2 separate regions of the Triticum aestivum genome follow, and region 1 is linked to region 2. A link is a contact called in public Hi-C data. All regions are on one chromosome and are shown on one strand. Each heading gives the region's core, a stretch centred on a gene start, on an enhancer-like site or on the middle of the called end of the contact. The rest is flanking DNA. Distances are from core to core; before and after follow the strand shown.

The links. Hi-C and Micro-C count contacts between places; a contact is called where the count stands out from the background.
Region 1: a Hi-C map of leaf shows a contact between it and region 2, with 4 times the contacts expected there. The contact joins the promoter of LOC123078708 here to the promoter of LOC123078705 in region 2. A contact is called at or near these places in 2 of 5 Hi-C or Micro-C datasets (leaf and root).

Annotation. Positions count from the first base shown.
Region 1 is chr3D:331,720,076-331,724,437 of IWGSC CS RefSeq v2.1, reverse strand. LOC123078708 (ubiquitin-conjugating enzyme E2 5A) reads left to right here and starts at 1,903. Exons shown (of 5, transcript XM_044501299.1): 1 at 1,903-2,210; 2 at 2,311-2,399. The coding sequence starts at 2,330. LOC123078706 (vacuolar protein sorting-associated protein 25) reads left to right here. Exons shown (of 7, transcript XM_044501298.1): 7 at 455-810. The coding sequence ends at 576.
Region 2 is chr3D:331,508,898-331,513,563 of IWGSC CS RefSeq v2.1, reverse strand. LOC123078705 (pathogenesis-related genes transcriptional activator PTI6) reads left to right here and starts at 1,974. Exons shown (of 1, transcript XM_044501296.1): 1 at 1,974-3,749. The coding sequence starts at 2,590. The coding sequence ends at 3,471.

The DNA.
Region 1 (4,362 bases), core at 654-3,153, 210 kb before region 2:
GTGGGCTTGGTATTATAGCGGGCACAAGCCTCAGGAGGAGCCTTCTGGCCAAGCCTACGCTTAGTGATAAGTTACTTTTTCTCGATTCCCTAGTCGGTTAGTTTGGATAAGAATCTATTGGAATTATGCAGTTACAGTTTTCCTTTTAGGGATGGCTATTCTATAAAGCTAGGGATAATCTATGTTATATGATGAATGAATAAGCCAGAGGTTATCCTCCGAAAACCCTATTCCAGCTGCTATCACGCCATGATGCAACCTCCCCTGCACAGCTACGCTCTGGAGCTTAGGCCGTGACATAAGTTGGTGCTGGTGCCTCATTACTAATGCACAGCCCATAATTCGCAAAAAAGAAAAGAAAAGTAATACATAGGCCATGCCCCTTGCTCATAATAAAAGTTGTCTTAGTATTGTGCCCAGTTTGAATCATTCTCTCCTGTGGCGCCTGTTGCAGAACTTGCGGGAATTGATCGTGGTGTCCTCATGCGAGCTTTGAGGCTGCTGGAACAGAAGGGAAAGGCAGTTATCTTTAAGGGCAGTTCAGCAGATGATGAAGGCGTCAAATTTTCTGTTTAAACTTTGTGTACTAGCCCCCAACTAACAGATGAATAATCTCGATCGGTTTCCTTGAACATGATACATCCCTTCTTACCCGTACACTGATCACATCCTTCTGGCGTGTTTATCGGCATCATTCAAACCTTGGTATTTATTTGCTCTATTCACATTTCCTGGACTGTTGTAATTAGCCTTCTATTCATCTTCAGCATATATACCTATAAAACTGCCTGTTGTGTGTCTCATAAGGCTCAACTAGTGTCTCATCATATATTCAGAACCAATCGTTGATTGATATATGGCTTGTTAGAATGGAAGGAATTTGAACAAATAAAATAAAATAAAGTAGGGTAAGCTTATCAAGATAGCACGCTTCATCTGGAAGAAAGGAATGTATTCTAGAAACTAATGTCAGTTTCTTGCATATTGCAGTTCAATTACCGCAGATCCTTGTGACGCATGCTAAATACTCCCTCCGTTCCTAAATATAAGTTTTTGTAGAGATTTCACTATGAACTACTTCCTCCATTCCTAAATATAAGTCTTTTTAGACATTTTAAATGGACTACAACACGGATGTATGTAGGCATATTTTAAAGTATAGATTCATCCATTTTGCTCCGTATGTAGTCACTTATTGGAATCTCTAAAAAAACTTATATTTAGGAACGGAGGGAGTACATACTGTTGTATATAGATGCATTTTAGAGTGTAGATTCACTTATTTTGCTACGTATGTACTACCTCCGTCCAAAAATACTTGTCATCAAAATGGAAAGGGATGTATCTAGAACTAAAATACATTAGATACATCCCTTTTTATTCATTTCGTTGACAAGTATTTCTGGACGGAGAGAGTAATTCATAGTGAAATCTACAAAGACTTAAATTTAGGAATGGAGGGAGTACCTGTTTTGGACCGTTTCTCCTCTCTCATCTTACACTATGGAATAACGAGGGGAGGGTTTTTTTTTTCTTGTGTTGGCATCACTATCGGTTGTCAGGCAATCAGCCACCCAAACAAAAAGCCGGGTTCCACTCATGTCCACTTGGGCTGCATGAATTGGATTCTCTCGCCCCGTCACTGACATGCAGGCCACGAGGAATCAATCCGTCGGCAGGGCCTCCCACCAGAATCTGCAGATTCTTTATTTTTCAATTCACGGTTATTATATCAGGAGGAGACGCGGCTGCCTTTCCGTCAGTTTCACTCCACGTCAGTTCTCTCCATCCATTAATTTATTGGCGTTGATTGATAGAAGAAAAGAAGGGAGAATATAACTCTGTTCATCAGCAGCCACTAATACGAAAGGGAGTCAGTGCAAGTGCAGCGGATGGATGGGGCATTTGATCTGATGCCACCCGCCTTTGCCGTTCAGCCATGGCACCGCACCACTAAAAAGTAAGGAAGCAGGTCCCAACCGCATTGAAGGACGATTCGACGGAAACGAATAAATAAAACCAGCACGCAAACCTGCATCAAGACAGACAGCGAGCAAAGGAAGGGGAGGCCCATTTACATTTACATATATAGCCCTGCTGCTCCTGGCCCCTTTCCCCAGTTCCATCCCATTATTGGTTCTTGCGAGGAGGGGGCGGAGAAACGGAAGCAGGAGGCGGAGAGGAGATCAGCCAGCCCTTCAAGCACAGAGGTTTGTTCTTCCGTCTCAGTTCCTCTTGTGATGTGTACTAACCTGTTTATGGCAGCAGATTTGATGGTTTCTCTGCTCTGGTTCTTGGGGGGGAAAACAGGGCGGCGAGGGAGGGCGCGATGGCGTCCAAGAGGATACAGAAGGAGCTCAAGGATCTGCAGAAGGATCCCCCCACCTCATGCAGTGCAGGTCTTGCTCCTTTCTCGCTTTGCTTGCTTCTTTTGGCCTGGATTTTTGCGCTTCCTTCCAGGACATGCATGACCTTGTGTCAAGAGTCAGATTTTTGTGCATATGCTATGCTTCGGAATGACTTGCTGTGCACATGCTCGCGTCCTCCCACAGAACTGTACGTCTGGGGAAAAAAATGCTTTGCTTCGCAGATATTTGGAGCAACGCTGTATGCTCTGCTTGCCCAAAAAGGGGAAGGAGAGAAGGTGCGATGTATGTTTAGAGTTCTTGATGAAGACTACGCGTGGACTTGTACTTTCTTTTTCTTTTTTAGCGGGGAACATGAATCTGGACTTGGATCAATGGTAGTATGAACTGACATGTGGCCTGTTAAACCTGCGTCACAGCCGAATAAGGCTGCCTGCAATGAGATTGTTAGGTATGCGGTTGTGCAGTCTAACCAGCCGGGTTCAATTCTTAGAATTGACAGGTGATGCACAAGGGTTTCCCCCCATTTATTGAGGACCAAGCTTGATGTGTGGTCACTCATCAAGCTAAAATCTTGGTACTCACAAATAATATATTTGGGGACCATGCTTGATATGTGGTGAGACTACACTTCAAGATAAAAATCTTGGTACTCATACTAAAAACGGTGTGTGCATCCCTAGTTGGTGCAGGGAAGTGAAATTCTCTCCCCAAATTAAGGTTTCTGGAGGATCGGGCCAAAAAGCCCCCCCCCTCTCTCTCTCTCTCTCTCTCTCTCTCTCTCTCTCTCTCTCTCCTCTCGTCGCCCCCGTGTGGTGGCTGTCGGCGGCTGTTGTGTCGTGGCAACACAGTAGCCTGCAGCCGGTTTGGCGGCAGTGTTCTTGCTTGATGTGGCATCGTATGGCGCCGTGGGAGTTGTGCGATGGGGCCGCGGCCCAGCTTCTTCATTGGCGGTGGCCTCCGTTGTCAAGTGGATGATGCGGTGGTTGGGTCTTGCAGTGGTGACGGCCTCCATAAGGCTGACGGCGATATGGGACGCCCCCTCCACCAACAGATCGGGTTCGATGCGGCTCGGTGAGTGACATGTGTCTCTTTCGGAGGCGTCAGGGCATTGCCTGTCGCCGGCAGGTGAAGCCACCGGCGGGTGCTACGCACGATGTCTCATGCGGAGATGTCAAGTCATGCCTGTCAGCAGGTGCTGCATGGTGGCTCTGGTGGAGGTATCATGTTATGCATGTTGCTGTTGGATCGAAGGTGGTGCTTAGTGACTTAGTGACCGGAGGCGAGGCGGTATGGGACTTTTTGACTTCCGGTTTGTTCTCCTGCTGTACTTGGCTAGCTAGGTGTCGGTAGCCGAACAAGTGTTGATGGTAGAGTTGACCTCAATGACGAGCATGTGCACTCCGGTGGAAACACTAGATCTCCGATCAGGTTATGTCACGCGTGCCAGCGTCGTACCCATGCTGAAGGTGGTGGATCGAAGCTTGGCTTTAGGGATGAAAATCCTGAGATTGGCCTTGGGTTGGACTCGTCATCATCGGCGCATGTGCGGAGACTCCTTCTTGAAAGCTTAGCCTAGGAGTTGTGTATTTTCATTTCGTTTGTCTTTATCATAGGGTTACTGGCTGTTTGGTGGAGTTACCGCCACGAGGCATGCGGCCTCATGTATTTTTTCCGGGTCGATATTGTTTGGCTGCTGGATTTGAAGTAAATAAATAATATATGGCTGTGCCTCGCTCAATGCAGAGGCCGAGGGTTATCCTCCTTTTCGATAAAAATAAGCCTGCCATGGTAGCGATTTTGGCCCAGCCCAAAAACCACTGCCATGGCAGCCCTTTCTGCTGCGCAAGCGGGAGCTACGTGCACCGGGCTGCCCCTTTAGTTAACTCTTGCCGAGAGGACGCGGTCTGTGCAGTCCCGGTTGACTACGAGAGATGCCTAGCACTAGCTCAGGACGTGGAGAGCTACGGGTTATTTCCCTTTCTGATGAAAAAAG
Region 2 (4,666 bases), core at 725-3,224:
ATGCAATCAAATTGGTTTTGCTCAAACATTCAGATTGTTACATGGCTCGCTAGTACCAAGCACCAATATAACCCTAGTTATATTCGCAATGATTTTTGTCCAAATACTTGGTGCACTTTTTTATATGTGACATTTAAAAAAATACATGGTGAACATGTTTCATGCGATAAACATTCTTACATACATACATATTTTTTTTTATTTTTCACAGATTTTTTTTCTTTTCGAGCTGTTTAACATTTTCTTTTTTAGGCAATTCATTTGAAATTTTTTAATAATGTTGGCATAAAACAAGGCAGGGCCCAGGCAAAGGCTCCTCCGAGCTATTGTTTTCGAGCAAGAAAACTAAAAACAACAACAGAAAAACGCTCCCTAAATAAGGGTAAGGGCCCAGCTGCTTCATGCTTCTATTCATCAACAACAAACAACGGACAACTTTCGTTATTGTACACTGGCCCATAAAAACACAACAAACAACGAACGGCCCAGGAAGAAGTAGCGACAATATAGAACGACCACACCTTTTATACACAGATGGATGACGTCATGTGAATGAGACCAATTTATATTTTATTTAGATGAGTTCTAGGCACTCCCTTATATGATCGCCATTCGATGGCAAAAGATATTTAGACCGTCATGTTTAGACATTTTAGGGACAATTTTGTGTTGCGCCTTGAGGCTGTCCTTGGTTGGAGTTGATAAATGGCTCTCCGTCCTCCGGGTCAGAGGCTCCCTGACGCCGGTGCTCCGCCCGACGAATTGACCGGAGTTTCCTTTCCGTCCAGGACCGACCGGCATCACGTGCCGCCCCACCTCCCGCCTCCCGCAATCCGATGCCTGCACTCGCGCCACAACGGCCCCACCAAGCCTCGGCCCGCCATTGGCTCCGCCCTTCCCTGCGGCAGTGGCCCCGTGCCATCCTCCATCCCCTCTGCGTCCCGCGTGAGTGCGAGCGACCGGCACTGCCCGGCGGCCCCCGCCGCTCAGGGACCACGCGGGCGCGGGGTCGGCCTCCGTACGGCGGCCAAAAAAATATGACGACGGGGACGCACGCGACCGTGTTCCGTCTCTCGCTCGCACTGGAGCCGGAGCTCGGAAGGAATAGGGTGACTGGGGCACGCACTCCCAGCGCGCGGCTCATCGGTGCGGGCTTGACTGGGTGAACCAGAACCACCGCCAGTGGCGTGGCAGTGAGTAGAGTGTGGATGAGGAATCGGCCGTCCACACCGCCACTACGCCGGAGGAACCGGGAAGCGTCGACCAATGCGAGCAGTGGTGGGAGCACGTCATGCCTTCATGGCCTCGCTCCTCCGACATTCAGCCAGGAAACACATGCAGCTACATGATGAACCCTTCTCCAAAAAAAAAGGTACGTGATGAACGAAGGACTGTAGTGCTAGGCGAGTAAGCAAGTGCTAGGAAAACCCCATCTTCCTGAAAGAACACAGCCTCCATTGAAGAGAAGGACACGATGGCGCAAGCTGCGGTCGCGGCGTCACAGTTGGAGCAGACCAGCGCGCACTGGCACTGGCACAGCCTACGAGTTAAGTTGCCCAGGCCAGGCCGCCCATGCCCGTCACGCATCGCACCCCGGTAGTTCTTCTCCCCTTGCGCTGCGGCACTGCACACATCCAGCCAGCCGGCGACCACGGCACCAGTTACCCACAGTGCCAAACACGGCAGCAGTTTTGCAGGCGCCGCGCACAGTTTACAGCTACGAGTAAAATGGACGGAGGCGTCCTCGTCCTCGGGGTTCGGTAATTAAACTAGTGGCGCGGGATTTGAAATGGAACCTGCCCCGTAAACCAATGCCAGCCAGTAAATGCGGCTGGAGGAGAGGTTAAACCCGCAGGCTTTAATTACGGCCGGCGAGGCGAGGCGGAGTTAAAAACGCTTTCACGGCGGAATCGGGCGTGGGCTCCCGCAGGGCCTGTCGGGCCGGGGGATCCTATAAGACGGCGCTAACGAACCTCAGCCAGTCCACTCTCCCAAAAACCTCCCCAAACCCCCAAATCTCCCATCCCATCCCATCACCGCTTCCCAGCTCAGCTCAGCTATCTCCGAGGCTCTGCTCATTCTCTTCTCTTCTCCACTCCCGTCCTTGTTCCTCGCGCTTTCGTTTCGTTGCTGCGCTCCACGCTCCTCTGTTCCTCTCGTCGAGTTAAAATTTTACGGAGTTCGAAAACCGTTATTATCCCGGCGCCTCGCGGCAGGCAGAGGGCTTTACTGCGCTGTTACATTTCTGCTCGCCTTTTTTCTAAATAAAAAGAAGGTAAAGAGGAGGAGGAGGCCGTCTTTATTGCCTTCCCCTGCGCCTGCTTCTGCTCGCATCCTCACTCCGTCCTCCTCACTATTGCCGTTCCTTTGGTCTTATTCCCCTGCTGATCCGCGCGCGGAGCAGGAGCGAGCGATCCACCCGCTCAATCGATCGTCAGCTTGCTCGGTTAAGGCTGCAGCTTCCTTTCCTGCTGGGGCCAGGGGGCTCCTTCTGAGCTTTCTACCTGTGTCTTCAAAGGGTTTTTGGGCGAGAGAGACATCGGTATCCTCCTTTGTGTGGTTTCCGCGTTTCCGGTGGTGGCGCGTGCCATGTCGCGGTCGCGTACAGTGCGAATCTACTGGGACGATCCCGACGTGACGGACTCGTCCAGTGAGGACGACGAGGGCTGCGCCGCTCGGAGGGTGGGAAGGATGGTGCGGGAGCTTCCGCCGGCCCCGGCGCCGCTTGTGCAGGCTGCTGCTGCTTCGCCGGAGCAGTGCAGCGCGGGAGACGACGACCTGCCGAGGCGTGTTGGTGGATGTACCGGTGCGCGGAAGAGGCTGGCCAAGGGCGGCGGCTCCGCTGCGCAGAGCACCAAGTTCCGCGGCGTCAGGCGGCGGCCGTGGGGCAAGTACGCGGCGGAGATCCGCGACCCGTGGCGCGGCGTGCGCCTCTGGCTCGGCACCTTCGACACCGCCGAGGAGGCCGCGCGCGTGTACGACAACGCGGCCATTCAGCTCCGCGGCGCCACCGCCACGACCAACTTCTCCACGTCCACCAACTCGGAGGGCGGCCAGGAGGACCTGACGGCGGCCGGGTACGAGTCCGGCGCGGAGTCCTCGCAGGCGGTGTCGTCCCCGACGTCCGTGCTCCGCAAGGTGCCGTCGATGTCGTCCTTGGCGGAGGACAGGGGCGACTCGGAGGCCTGCCAAGGCGACGCCGCCGCTGCTGGCAGCAGCCTCAGCGTTCCGGAGGAGTTGGGCGAGTTCGTGCCGTTCGAGGACGCACCGGTCTACTCCAGCAGCAGCTTCTGGGACTTCGAGCCGCAGTCGGGGTTCCTCTACGCCGAGCCGTCCTCAGCCGAGGAGGCTTCGTGGGACGCGTCCGCCGGCGGCGAGGCCGAGCCGTGGGCCGCGCCGGTGCAGGAGAACGACTACTTCCAGGATTTGCGCGACCTGTTCCCGCTCAACCAGCTTCCCGCGATTTTCTAGACGGGGGCGACGGAGCTTGCTTCCCTATCTTTTTTCGTGTATGTCGAGAGTATTTTGTCGTGTACGTGTGGTGTGTCCCCGTGTATTTGTAACATGTCCGTGTGCGTTGCTGCTTTTCTGTGTTGAGTCGACGAGAAGAGAAATATATGATCCGGGTAAAGTTTCCAAGTGCTACCACTGCTGTGCTGGGTACTATACTACGTCAAAGTTTTGTGTAGTACTGTCTACTCCGATATGATGCAGGGCGTACGTACGTATTGGTGTTGTTCAATGTTCACTCTCCACTCCACTCCACTCCACAGTCCACAGCTACTAGCATGGTGCATGCGTGCTTTGGTTGGCACGGCTCCGCGGCGTGGTCCAAACGCTCCCTGCTCCAAATGGGGAGGCCATGATTTAGTTGCGCAGAAAGCTTGCGGGTTTTGGTGGTCGGTCGGGGCCATGATTTTGTTGGGAAATCATCTGCCTGATCAAACGCTCACTCACACCACCCCGACTTGGGATCGAGGCAGTGCCGTGTCGGAGTTTGCATCGGTACAGTGTCCGCCTGCCGGGCCGGACACCGTCGTGCCATGTCCGTGCGATAGACAGACATGGCCGCTGGCTTCCCTTGTAAGGAGCAGGTGTTTGGGTATTCATGGGCATTTACGCCGGGTGCAGCAACGGCGCGTTTTCCCTGAGATCGGGCTCGGCTCCGGCCGGCCGGGCAGGGAGTTATGACGGCGAGGCCCGTACGCGTGCGCGTGTGAATCTTGTGACCAACAGTGGCGAGAGCGAGGGAGTGAATGCGAATCCAGCGAGCGGGCGATGGCGCGGCGTGCGGGAGGACGGAGAGCGGCGTGGTCCTGCAGGCTGGCTCCTGGCTGAGGCGGTCGGGTCGACCACGAGTCCACGACCCACGTAGCGCCCCCGAGCAAGAACACGTACCACGGTGACCACATGGGGAAGGAGACAACGCAAAAGATAAGATGGCGAAGGAGCTACGTGGCGGCGAGGACGAAGATGCGTACTACTTTTTTTTTTGACAAAGATTTTTTTGGGGGGGTATTTTGAGACAAAGATGCGTACTACTGAAGTGACGGCTCGGTGCCGTTCCGTTTGGACCCTGTGCACTCGTCTCCACGGCCTGCCCGTCAAACAAACGGTGGGCCGGGCCAGCGGTCCGACGCACCAGCTCGCGGCGGGCCGGCAATTG